Regions from separate parts of the Capsicum annuum genome. Here region 1 is linked to region 2. A link is a contact called in public Hi-C data. All regions are on one chromosome and are shown on one strand. Each heading gives the region's core, a stretch centred on a gene start, on an enhancer-like site or on the middle of the called end of the contact. The rest is flanking DNA. Distances are from core to core; before and after follow the strand shown. Region 1 holds the start of LOC107842463 (UPF0690 protein C1orf52 homolog). Region 2 holds the start of LOC107842474 (type I inositol polyphosphate 5-phosphatase 4).

The links. A called contact is a pair of places that touch in the nucleus more often than the background predicts.
Region 1: a contact with region 2 is called in a Hi-C map of leaf, with 4 times the contacts expected there. The contact joins the promoter of LOC107842463 here to the promoter of LOC107842474 in region 2. A contact is called at or near these places in 2 of 5 Hi-C or Micro-C datasets (leaf and placenta).

Annotation. Positions count from the first base shown.
Region 1 is chr9:143,806,919-143,812,148 of UCD10Xv1.1, forward strand. LOC107842463 (UPF0690 protein C1orf52 homolog) reads left to right here and starts at 3,225. Exons shown (of 3, transcript XM_016686317.2): 1 at 3,225-3,358; 2 at 3,438-3,578; 3 at 5,086-5,230. The coding sequence starts at 3,455.
Region 2 is chr9:143,618,490-143,624,127 of UCD10Xv1.1, forward strand. LOC107842474 (type I inositol polyphosphate 5-phosphatase 4) reads right to left here and starts at 1,826. Exons shown (of 15, transcript XM_016686340.2): 1 at 1,633-1,826; 2 at 1,129-1,196; 3 at 936-1,023; 4 at 486-554; 5 at 262-349; 6 at 75-179. The coding sequence starts at 1,158.

The DNA of each region.
Region 1 (5,230 bases), core at 1,975-4,474, 190 kb after region 2:
TAGAAAAATCAGCAATTCCACATATAATTTTTTTTTCCACGTATTTTTTCTAATTGGTTAATTTTGCCACGTCAGGCGAGTGTATTACCCACACTCTATGCTTGTTGCTGATTAGGCAAAATATGCCTAAATGGATCAAAATTCGGGTGGGTTAAGTGTCTGATAAGTACAAGCCTTAGTTGAGGTGTCTAAGTGAATTTTCGGGATAACTTTAGGTGCCTAGTGATGACTTAAGCCTTTTACGTTTTATATTAAACTAGTCTAGATATACGCGCCTCGCCCGTGTACCTCAATTTAATGAGTTCAATTTTATAAAATCATTCAAAATATATAAAAAAAAAAAACATGATGGTCTTTCAAAATGTTTATTGTATTTTTTGTTTGTTTAGCATCTTGACATTAGGACAACTTTCAGTTATTATCTAATTCTATGAAAAAAATAAAAATTTACCATCACCTCTTCTCTCTTTCTTTAATCTTCACAACCTTTTCTTCCAGCAGCTTCAATCAGAGGCGGAGCTACAATGTAATACGGGGATTCGGGTGAACCCAATAATTTTTGCGTAGGCCGTATATTTGTACTGAAAAAGCACGAAATATATAGTTATATAGCTGGGAACACACATCAAAATGCAAGCAGATGGCTCAATGGTTACGTGCGCGCAACAAAAAGTCTTTTTCCCCAAGATTGTGGGTTTGAAACCCACCGTAACATATTTTTTTAATTACTTTTGTTTTTTGCTCTTTGCGCACTTTGTATCATTTTTCTCTTTCTCAATTTTTCCATTTTCTCAATATATAGATCTTTCGTATTTTGATGAAAAAACATAAACTAATATAATTGAAAGAAGTAAAAAAAAAAATGACGTCTTCTACCATTTTGTTAATCTTTTAAAAAAAAAAACAGAAAGCTTATAATTAAAAAAAGTAAAAAGAACGACGTCTTTAATCTAAAACAAAATTATGTAATTTTTTTTTTTAAAACATAAACACTTATATTTATGTAGTGTTTAGGTAGTTCGTGGCTTTCTAATTTTATCAAATATCAGTACTTGTTAGTTAGTTTGGAGGTTTATATATATTAGCTTGAAATCGTTGTTTTGTTTTATAATTTAGAACCCCCATACCTCAAATCTTGGCTACACTTCTGTCTTCAATTTCATATCAACACAATTATCATTTTGTTTGAATTAGTTTCTTCGGAAGCTTCCTCAATTTATTTGTTCAACCCAATTAATTTTTCAATAATATTCAATATATTGAGAAGATTCCTCAAAAGATATTTTTATCAACTAACATTTATAATCAGAATTTTATAATAGTAGGTAGATAGACTGAACTCAATTTACGATGAATGATGTACTTGATCTGCTTTCAAACTTAATTAGTAAGCCCAAAATTGAAATCTTAGACTATAATCCTAAATTTATATGTTCATCATTCAAACAAAAGTTATGCATCATCAAAAAAAAGTCATAGTTCAACAAAAGAAGAAAAAAAAAGAAAGAGATAAACCTTTTATATTTTTGACGACTTCATTCGGTGGCGATATGCTTATTTCTTCCAAATTTTGATAAAAAATCTTCCACTGAAAGAGAAACACGAGAAATTATCAAAAAAAGAAAATTCATTGTCTTGTTAATTATTTAATCATAATTTATACATAATCTTTAAAGTTATTAACTAAAAGGAATAACAAAAGATGAAGAAGATGATAATCATGAATACACATAAAAAAGATGACTTGACTTAATAATAAAATAAGACAAAAAAGCACAATTAGAGCTATGTTTTTCATAAATTTTGATTCAAAATATTAGTTAAATAGAATTGTAAAAATTCTTTTTCTATATAAGGTAAACTTCTAATTGATTTAGACGTGTTAATATTAAGAATTCTTACTTAGATTAAATAATCAAACCAAAAAAAAAGATATAACTAAAATTATTTGTGAACACAACTTTTATCCAAAAGCATACGTACGTGATTTAAGGAAAAAATGCCAAAACAGTACTATCAATTAATTAAAGGTTTTAAGGATTTTCTTAAGATACAATTTTAATTTATTTAAAATTCTTAAATTTTAGATATATAATTCAAATAAGGAAAAGTTTAAGAACTAAGTCTTAATGAATTTTTAAGAAATAATAAAAAAATGATTTTGTGAATTATTTAATGAAGGGCAAAAGTTCAAATCACTTTTTAAGGGTCTTCACACTTCTAATATATTATAGATATAAATTATAGATAAGTGCATAAAAAAACATATCATCCATTTCTAAATATTTAACATTCTTACCTAAAAATAAGTATTTTTTAATATTTATTATTTTAAAAATTAAAATAATATTAAGTATATTATGCTTTCTTTTATCCTTAACAAACTTTTTATTTATCAAAGAGATATTCAGTTTTCATTAATTAAAGAGCGATGATTAAAGAAATTAAATATGAATATTGTGATAAAAACACAATATTTTGTAAGGAATGTAAAAATAAAAAGTGTGACAAGTATTTAGAAATGGAGAGATTAGTAGTAAAATGTCGAATTTAGTTACTCCATATGTCCTAATTTATTGACATTCTTTCTTTTTTTAGTTCATCTAAAAAATGTTATATTTTTTTATTTAGCAATTACTCTATCCGTTTCATTTTACTCGTCCTAATTTGACATTACATATTGATTAAAAAATAATTAATAACATGACTACTTTATCATAACATTCGTATTAAATGATGTTTATATTTTAATTTGGAAAAAAAATAATTAATACTAAGGATAAAAATGAAAAAAAATTGTCTTGTCTTGATTAATGAAAAATTACAGGTAAAATGAGAAATCAAAATTAAGAAATTTAGGAAGAGTAAATAGAGCAGTGGAAATATTTAATGACATCATTTTTATTTTGTTTTTATTAAAGGTTAACTACTAAAAGGTAACATTAAAATGACCTTATTAAGAGTAATTTAATAAACATAACAAAATTTTCTCTTATTTCTTAAACATTATATTTGATTAAATGATGTCACATAAATTAGGATGAAGAGGGTATTTCCTTCGTTTCATTTTAGTTGCCCATTATTAAATAAATTATTTTATTTTACGTATCTAGTTTATAAATTCATAAGAAGTTTATTATGTTGGAAACTGAATAAAGTATTTAATAATATGAGTAAAGTAGATATAAAATGTTTTTTTTTTTTTTTTTTTTTTTTTTGAAATTAGACAAGTAGTAAAATTTATTTGAGTGAGAGCAAATATGACCGAGGCAAAACCCTCTTTTTGAACCATCCACATTATTTACCGGTCCTCTGAACGAACAAAAGCCTAGCCAATTTCGATTGACAACACTACAAGGTAATTTGTTTCTTTAAATACCCACTAGCTTGGACTAGGGCTGTTTTGTTAATCAATTTGCGTTTTGTGGGTTTTGTAGTTTAGTTGAGGCTGAGGATGAAGAGGGCAATGCCATGGAGTGATGAAGAAGAAGAAGAAGACGATACATCCTCCTCCTCCGATGATACTGACGACAATTTGGGGTCTGCCAACATCAATGCTAAACATAAATCTTCTCAAGGTACCAACTCTTTTCCTTCATTGACCACTAGACAAGTATGTTTTTGCTACCAAAAAAAGGAATACTACTTTGAAAGCAAACTACAGGTAACTGCTTGCATAGCTAGAAATGTAAAAGAGAGCAAGTAATCTGGAAAATATGATCATTTGTGTCCTACCGTGTTGTCGTTGATGTTGTTGATGTGGATAAAATACTGATACCCCAGTACGTTACTACTGCTTGTTTATTAATGTTCTTCGTTCCAATTAGAATTGCTCCCTATTCCTTCGCTGAGAATTCTAAAGAATTATTTATTTTTAAGGCTTTCTAGCATAGTTTAATCTGGTGATGGAGATCAGCATAGACGCATGAAATAAATCACCAAATCCTTGAATTTACTGAGTCTCAAATTCCACCAAGGATCTTAATTCAAGCCATTTTGTATTCTAGCATCAATATTGTTATAAGTCGGTGTGTATGGGATTCTACTGCACTTACTAGTTATTTGCTAAGTTACTCGGACTCTTCACTTTCGGTGCCGCACCCGTGTTGACACGATATGGGTGTGGGATCCGTACCCGATGTGGTCAACCGATTTTGGGTACTTTGACCAAAATCGATTGGGAAAGTCCGGACAGATTTAAGAAATTCTATAATCAAAATAAAAGCTAAGGTGAAATTGAAGAAAATGAAATACCTTGTATATAGAAATTTCTATGTTATTGCTTTTCTTTTTATCTCCTTTCAAGATTTTCTTCTTGAAAAATATTTTCTCCTTAAGTTTTTCACATAATATATCAAAATTTATGTTTTATAACTCTATTTTTAGATATTTAAATTATTTTTCACCGAATCCCCGCACCTGTATCCATCCCTAGATCCATATCCCCAAATCTTTAAATTGAGACCGTGAAGGATCCGACCTCTAGATCCGTGCCCGGACACCCGCACCCGAGTTCGAGCAACTTAGGTTATTTGTGACATTGGGTGCAAAGTTAGTATAAAAATATGTTCATTTAGGGTCTTTTGCTTTTGATAGCAAGTTTCTACAGCTTCTTCATGCTCTTAAAGTTATTTGGTGCATCCTTCTTTGGGAATTGTAGTGAATCTAGCACTTATTTATTCTAGTGATGGAGAACCACATAGATGCATAGAATAAATCACTAGAGACTCCATGATATCCATGAATTTACGAAGGCTCAAATACCTAGGATTCAGAAAAACTAATTTTAATTCTAGCCTCAATATAGTAGCTCTGGTCATATAACTTAACTGCTGTGCCTACTGGTAATTTGTGACGAATGACAAGGAGTGCAGAGTTGGTATGAACATGATATATTTTCAAAAGTAATTTCAATATGCATACACAGTTCAAGCCAAAGGCTATTGATGTGCTCCCACATACTACTGTAGGCTATAGCTACCACTATATAAATGACATAGGAGAGTAACTTTGTTGTTTCGTCCTATATGCCAGAAAAAAAGTGTCAATACTTGATGCGTAATGGTTAATATTGCCTATGTTCAGTTGAGTCTGCAAAGCGGAACAGAAAAGGTGTGGACATTGAAGCTCTAAGCCGCCACGGGTATAAAGGTGGATTATCTGTCCTGAAAGTTCCACCACCCAAGGAGCCAGAACAGGAACAAAATTGGTCTTGGTCAAGTGGGAAGGA
Region 2 (5,638 bases), core at 576-3,075:
CAAACAAAACTCATAAGTATAGTCATTTTCTACTTAAAAGGATTGGTTAAACATGGCAATCGGTTGTTACTCACCCCAGAACATAGATATCAGCAGGAGGTGAGGTATGAAGCCAATCATCAAGACTTAAATTAGTAGGTGGAGATTTTCCAGCCACATTCCATGTTGCTACAAACACCCTGAGCCAGAATATGCATACTTCATAAAAATACAGCTCTGAAAATTGAGCATAATAAAACTGAACCGATGAGAAAGACTCACCGATAGTTATTCACATCTGTAACCTCTGAAGTGTCAAGGTCAATCTTACTATGATGAAAACGATCAGCATGCCTTCTACTTGACTTGTCTATAAGTTAAATTAGCAGATTCAGAAGGCAAGCAAACCGGTGAAAAGAGAAAAATAAAATCATTGATTCCTTGCTTATGTTGTGCAAAAACAAGTGGTCCAAAGGGTAATTCTTAGTGGTTCCTTGATACTGAACCTGTTTTACTTTTCTTGATAGTGGATGTCTGCCTCTCTGAGAAGTTGTTTCTCCATTCATCATCAACACCTGAAAAAGCATGGACATAAAGTGGATAAAGCATGGACATAAAGTGGATAAAGCTGTGTCATGTTGCTGTTACAACATATAACTCACATATTTGAAAAATGAAAGAAAAGAATACACAAACATAAAACCTAGAAAACAATAGGCTAACAAATTCAGAAAACAACAAAACAAAGAAATAGATCTCAAAGAAGCACATGAAAATGGCAGACTTATTAGATTCCAAAGACTACTATACAAAAGCATGCAGTGACTGATACAGAATCAACCATTAAACAGGACAATCGCAGTCAGTGAAAGTTATCTAAAAACTCCAAGAACCTCAAAAACTCAAAATGCAATTTTTGATTCAGTTCTCGAAAAAAAAGGGACAAAATCAATTACCTCCATAGACAATATCATCAGCTTGAAAATCCTCGGCTTTGCTTTTAACATTAAACCATTTCTTTACCAGATTCTTGGACCAAGAGAGCTTCATCAAGAACCAAAAACACAAAAAAAAAAAAAAAGAGGTAAATTTGGGAAGAAAACCAAATGCAAGAAACAGCTTCCACATTCTTGAGAAGAAAAAACTAACCTTGGTTTTCTTAGAGTTCCCATCTCTCATTGTTTTAGAACTTCATAAAAGATTGAACCTTACTTGTCCTATTGTACAGATTTGAATTAATAAGATCAACAAGTAAACAAATTTCTCCAAGAATCACTCAACTTTGGAATTTTCTTTTCATTCAAGACCAAGAATCAGCAAAAAACAAAAATCTTGAAGCATAAAAACATAGAACATTGGGAGATTATAGTCAAACAATTCTGGATAAGGAAGATGTGACAGATGGTGTGCACTGTTTTTGTATACAAACAAAAAATATTGTAGAAATTGAAAGAACCCCAGCTGGTATATTTTTACTTTGTTTGGCCAGTCCAAGCTAAACACAGGAAATTATAAAGGAATCAAGAACCTTAAAGAGGGAAGACAGAATTAATGACTGTTGTATTCAAAGAATTATAGAAGAAAAAGAAGACAATGTTTGATAGAGAAAGAAAGTTTTGTGGGGACTATATGTAAATGTTGTATTTTCAATACCTCTTTCTGGTTAACAAGCCACATTTGAAGGGGAATAAAGTGCAGGGGAGCAACAAATAAAAAAACACTCTCTTACAAGTCTCTCACTTTAATATAAATCCAATAGAAGTACCCGGGAAAGAATAGTAGAAAAAACAGCTCACATTAAAAAGAAATATTAGTTGGAATGAAATAGAATGTAATCCTATCTATATATGAGCTAAAATAGTATATTCAACGGCATACAAAGGGCTCTTTATTGGATTTAGGAGAAGCTAAGATAGGCTCTCTCTTTTTGTTTTTGTTGGATGCTAATATGGGAATTGTTTTGAGTCTCCAATGTTGATTTTTGGGTTTTAGAAAAATTAAAAACCGCTATCAAGGGTGCTGAGTTGGTGCAGCAGGTGGTGATACTTCATAAGGGAGGTTAGAGATCCATTATTAGTGTCAATGTCTTCTCGATTGAGTTTGTGGCACCAGACTTGTCTAGTGAATTTATATCTCTGATGTGATTTGCGAGCTATTGTACATGAGCAAGTTTACGTAAGCTACACCTAAAAGGTAGCAGCTGTGAATTTTCGTCAGGGTTTTAAAAGAATAAAAATAAAAAAGGAAAATTGAAGGATGTTTTCTTTGTCTCTCTCAACTTGGTTTATGTTAAAACTCAAAACAAGAGAACAATGTGTTGGTTTGTTGCGTTGTTTAACAAAACCAGAGGGATTTGTATTGCCTCAAACTAAACTTTGTGTCTTGAGAAGCAAAGGCATTTGTCCCTATTTCAGGGTCTTTGTTCTTAAAACATCTCATTGATATAATCCAAATATTTTCTGTTTCTTTTTTCTTGTCATTAGATGCATGGACTCGGTAATTTTGGTGAGTTTTTGTCCAAATGGTCCATAAATTCCAAGTGATTTTTTTTTGTCCATTTTCAGCCATTTGACAATCTTATATACACAGCTCTATGTTGAGTGACAGCACGAATAACTTATGTGTTTAACTTCTCCACTAGAAATTAATCTGTCTTATGTAAAGTTGCAAGAATATGATAAATCTTTGAATTTGAATCCACCTATTATGTTCTCGATATTGAGCATAATTCACAGGAATAATTTGTAGCGAAAAGGGTTAAAAATATTCATCAACTTTTATTTATTGACGAAATTTACCCAAGGCTATATGATAGGGTCATATTTATATTTGGTGTTGATAAACCTGTCACACATACCCCTAATTTGGATGAAAAACTCTAAATCAAAATAAAATACCCAATTTTGAAGAAAAAAAACTCACTACCCTTATCTAATCCGACTCAACCCAACTAAATAAACGAGTGACTTGATGAGTGGTAAGAGCATTATAACTCCGTACCTATCAAGTGAGGTTTGGAGAGGGTAAAGTGTATGTAGACCTTATCGGCAGAGAGACTAATTTTGATAGATCATTTGCTAAAAAGATGAGAAAAATGAGTTGAAAGACCTTTCTCAAGTCTTTAATTAAATAAAGGTGTCAAGTGGGTCCCACAATATTATTAAGTTAAAAAAATGAAGTCTCTTAAACAACTGATACAGTTGTTCGATAACCGCATTAGTTGTCCAACAACTTTGCACAGTTGACGAACAATTTGATAAAGTTATCGAACAACTTTGATAGTTATTGAGATAACTTCTATAGTTGTTGAGACAACCTTTTTAGTTGTTCAGGCAAAAATGTTTTTAAAAAAAAAAAATTGAAACTTTTTTTGTCTCTTTTACCTAATTTTTAAAACTTGAAGGTCCCACTTAATTGACAAACTTATTTGGCCTTTTAATTCAAAGTCCTATAAAAAAAAAATAGAGGAAAATCTTTTAAGTTAGTCATTGTATACATTTTATTCCTCTTAATTAAAATAAAATTTGATGAATGTAATTGAGAATTATCAGAATTAAGAAGTAGCTAGCTAGGTGGATTAATTGAGAAAATCTTGAAGAAAACAGTTGGTGAGTCTCTATCAAATTAAAATCCTGGGAAATTTGCAAGTGATAGCGAAATTAAACAATGAAGAGGTCCGTCCGGTCCCAGCCAAAGAGATGAAGTCATAGTTGAAGAAGTCGTACAAAAACAAAAAGGAAGAAGAAGTTAAGCACGTTGAGGATATTCTTGTTAGGAATTTTGATATACTAGCTTGGACAGGTCTACTCTTCCACCATAACTACTTTATCCCAATCATCAATTTTTATCTATTATTTTATAGGCTTAAATCATCAACAGCTACTTTAAGTTGTCCCAAAATTTCACTAAAATTCTTCAACTAAAGTCTGTACCTATTAGGCTCCTAACTCATCCGAAATTCAAAAAATTACATGTCATAGACCCAAATATAGGTGGCTTTAGATATTTGACTCAAATAAGAATGTCTTTGAATAATAGTCTTCCTTACTTTTTAATATACTAAAAGTACCATTTTGTCCCTTCACACCTCAAATATATTTTTAACTTTTTCATACACATTTATTTCTCAATTTTATTTTTTATTATTTTCACTTTTTAATTTTTCCTTTACTTTTATTATTTTACTTTTTTTCACTCTTTTTTTTTCCTTTAAATTTATTATTGTGATTTTTATTATTTTCAATTTTTATTTTTCCTTTTAACTTTATTTTTCATATTTTAATTTATTTGTCTCAACCTTTATTTTTTTTTACTCTTTTCCTTTTTTTTCAACCATTCTTTATTTTTTCATTTTTTTTTTCCTTTTTTAAATATATTTATCTTTAACCTTCATTTAGATTTTTTTTAATTTCTCCTTTTTTTCTCCAGAATTTTTGTCAATTATTCCTTCTCGTTCATCTTTTTTCCTCATTTCTCAAAACCCTTTCTCTTGCTCCTCTTCCCCTTCATCCGATTTCTCTCAAAATTTCAAACTTCATTAACAAAAAAAATGGAAATAGAGCGCCTCTCACTGGATGTTGCTTCCAACTCTTCTGGACTTTTGCCTTCAAATTTAATTGACATCATTGTTGATGTAAGTTACTACTAAATTCAGTTTGTCATTTACATGTATTTTATCCTTTTTTGATGTGTTATTTTTGAACTGGGTATTTAAATCTATTTATGTTGTTTACGTTTAAGTTTTTAACTCATAATACAAAGTTGTTGTATTTTTGGGAATTATGTTTAGGGATTTATCAGATTGGTGGTTGTATAGTTAAGAAGTTTTAATTATGTTAGATGTGTGTTACTAAGTGAATTTTGCATAATCCCACATTCTTGATTTCATGGAAAAAGTAAATCTTGATTGAAATTAAAAGTTTTATGTTACTAGAAATCTTAGTAGCTCGGTTGATTGACTATTTGAACTTTGTGCTATTAGGAAATCTCAGTAGTTTAGTTGGTTTACCTGAATTTTGTGCTAGCAGGAAATCTAGCAGCTTAGTTGGTTGGTTGGCGAAACTTTCACCTTGTTGGTGAGGATTCGGTTTTCCATCTTGTAATACCCTATCGCCAATTGAACCAAAAAAGTTTTTTGCTACTAGATTTGTGATCTTTGATAATTTCTACTAGTACTATGTACTTTCTATTGTGTCAATTTGGAGGTCTTGTAATAGGCCTTTGCAATGTGGATATCCTTACTTTGCCTCTTAGATGATTGTTCGATTACTTTTGATTAAATACAACTTTTTTTTATTTTCACATTTGTGGGATTACACTGGATCTTTTGTTGTTGTTGAAATGCAGATTGTTGTTTTGATTTGTTATCCCATCGCAGTTGCTTTCGGTAGTTCAGTTTTTAATTAAAGCTTTTGATTTTGTCATTTTGTACTTATGGTAACGCATATATTCTGATTGTATTCATTTTTTATGTATTTTAAGTGCCAAAAATATATACATTAAAGGAAAAGATGTGTTAGTTTAATGTTTGGCTCTTGTGCTGTGGATTCGAAGGAGTGATTTTATTCACTTGCAACCTGTGGTCGACCTTTGAATGACATGGTATTACCACTTGCTATCCTTATCTATATTTGTAATATGCTTTTGACTTGTCCTTTAT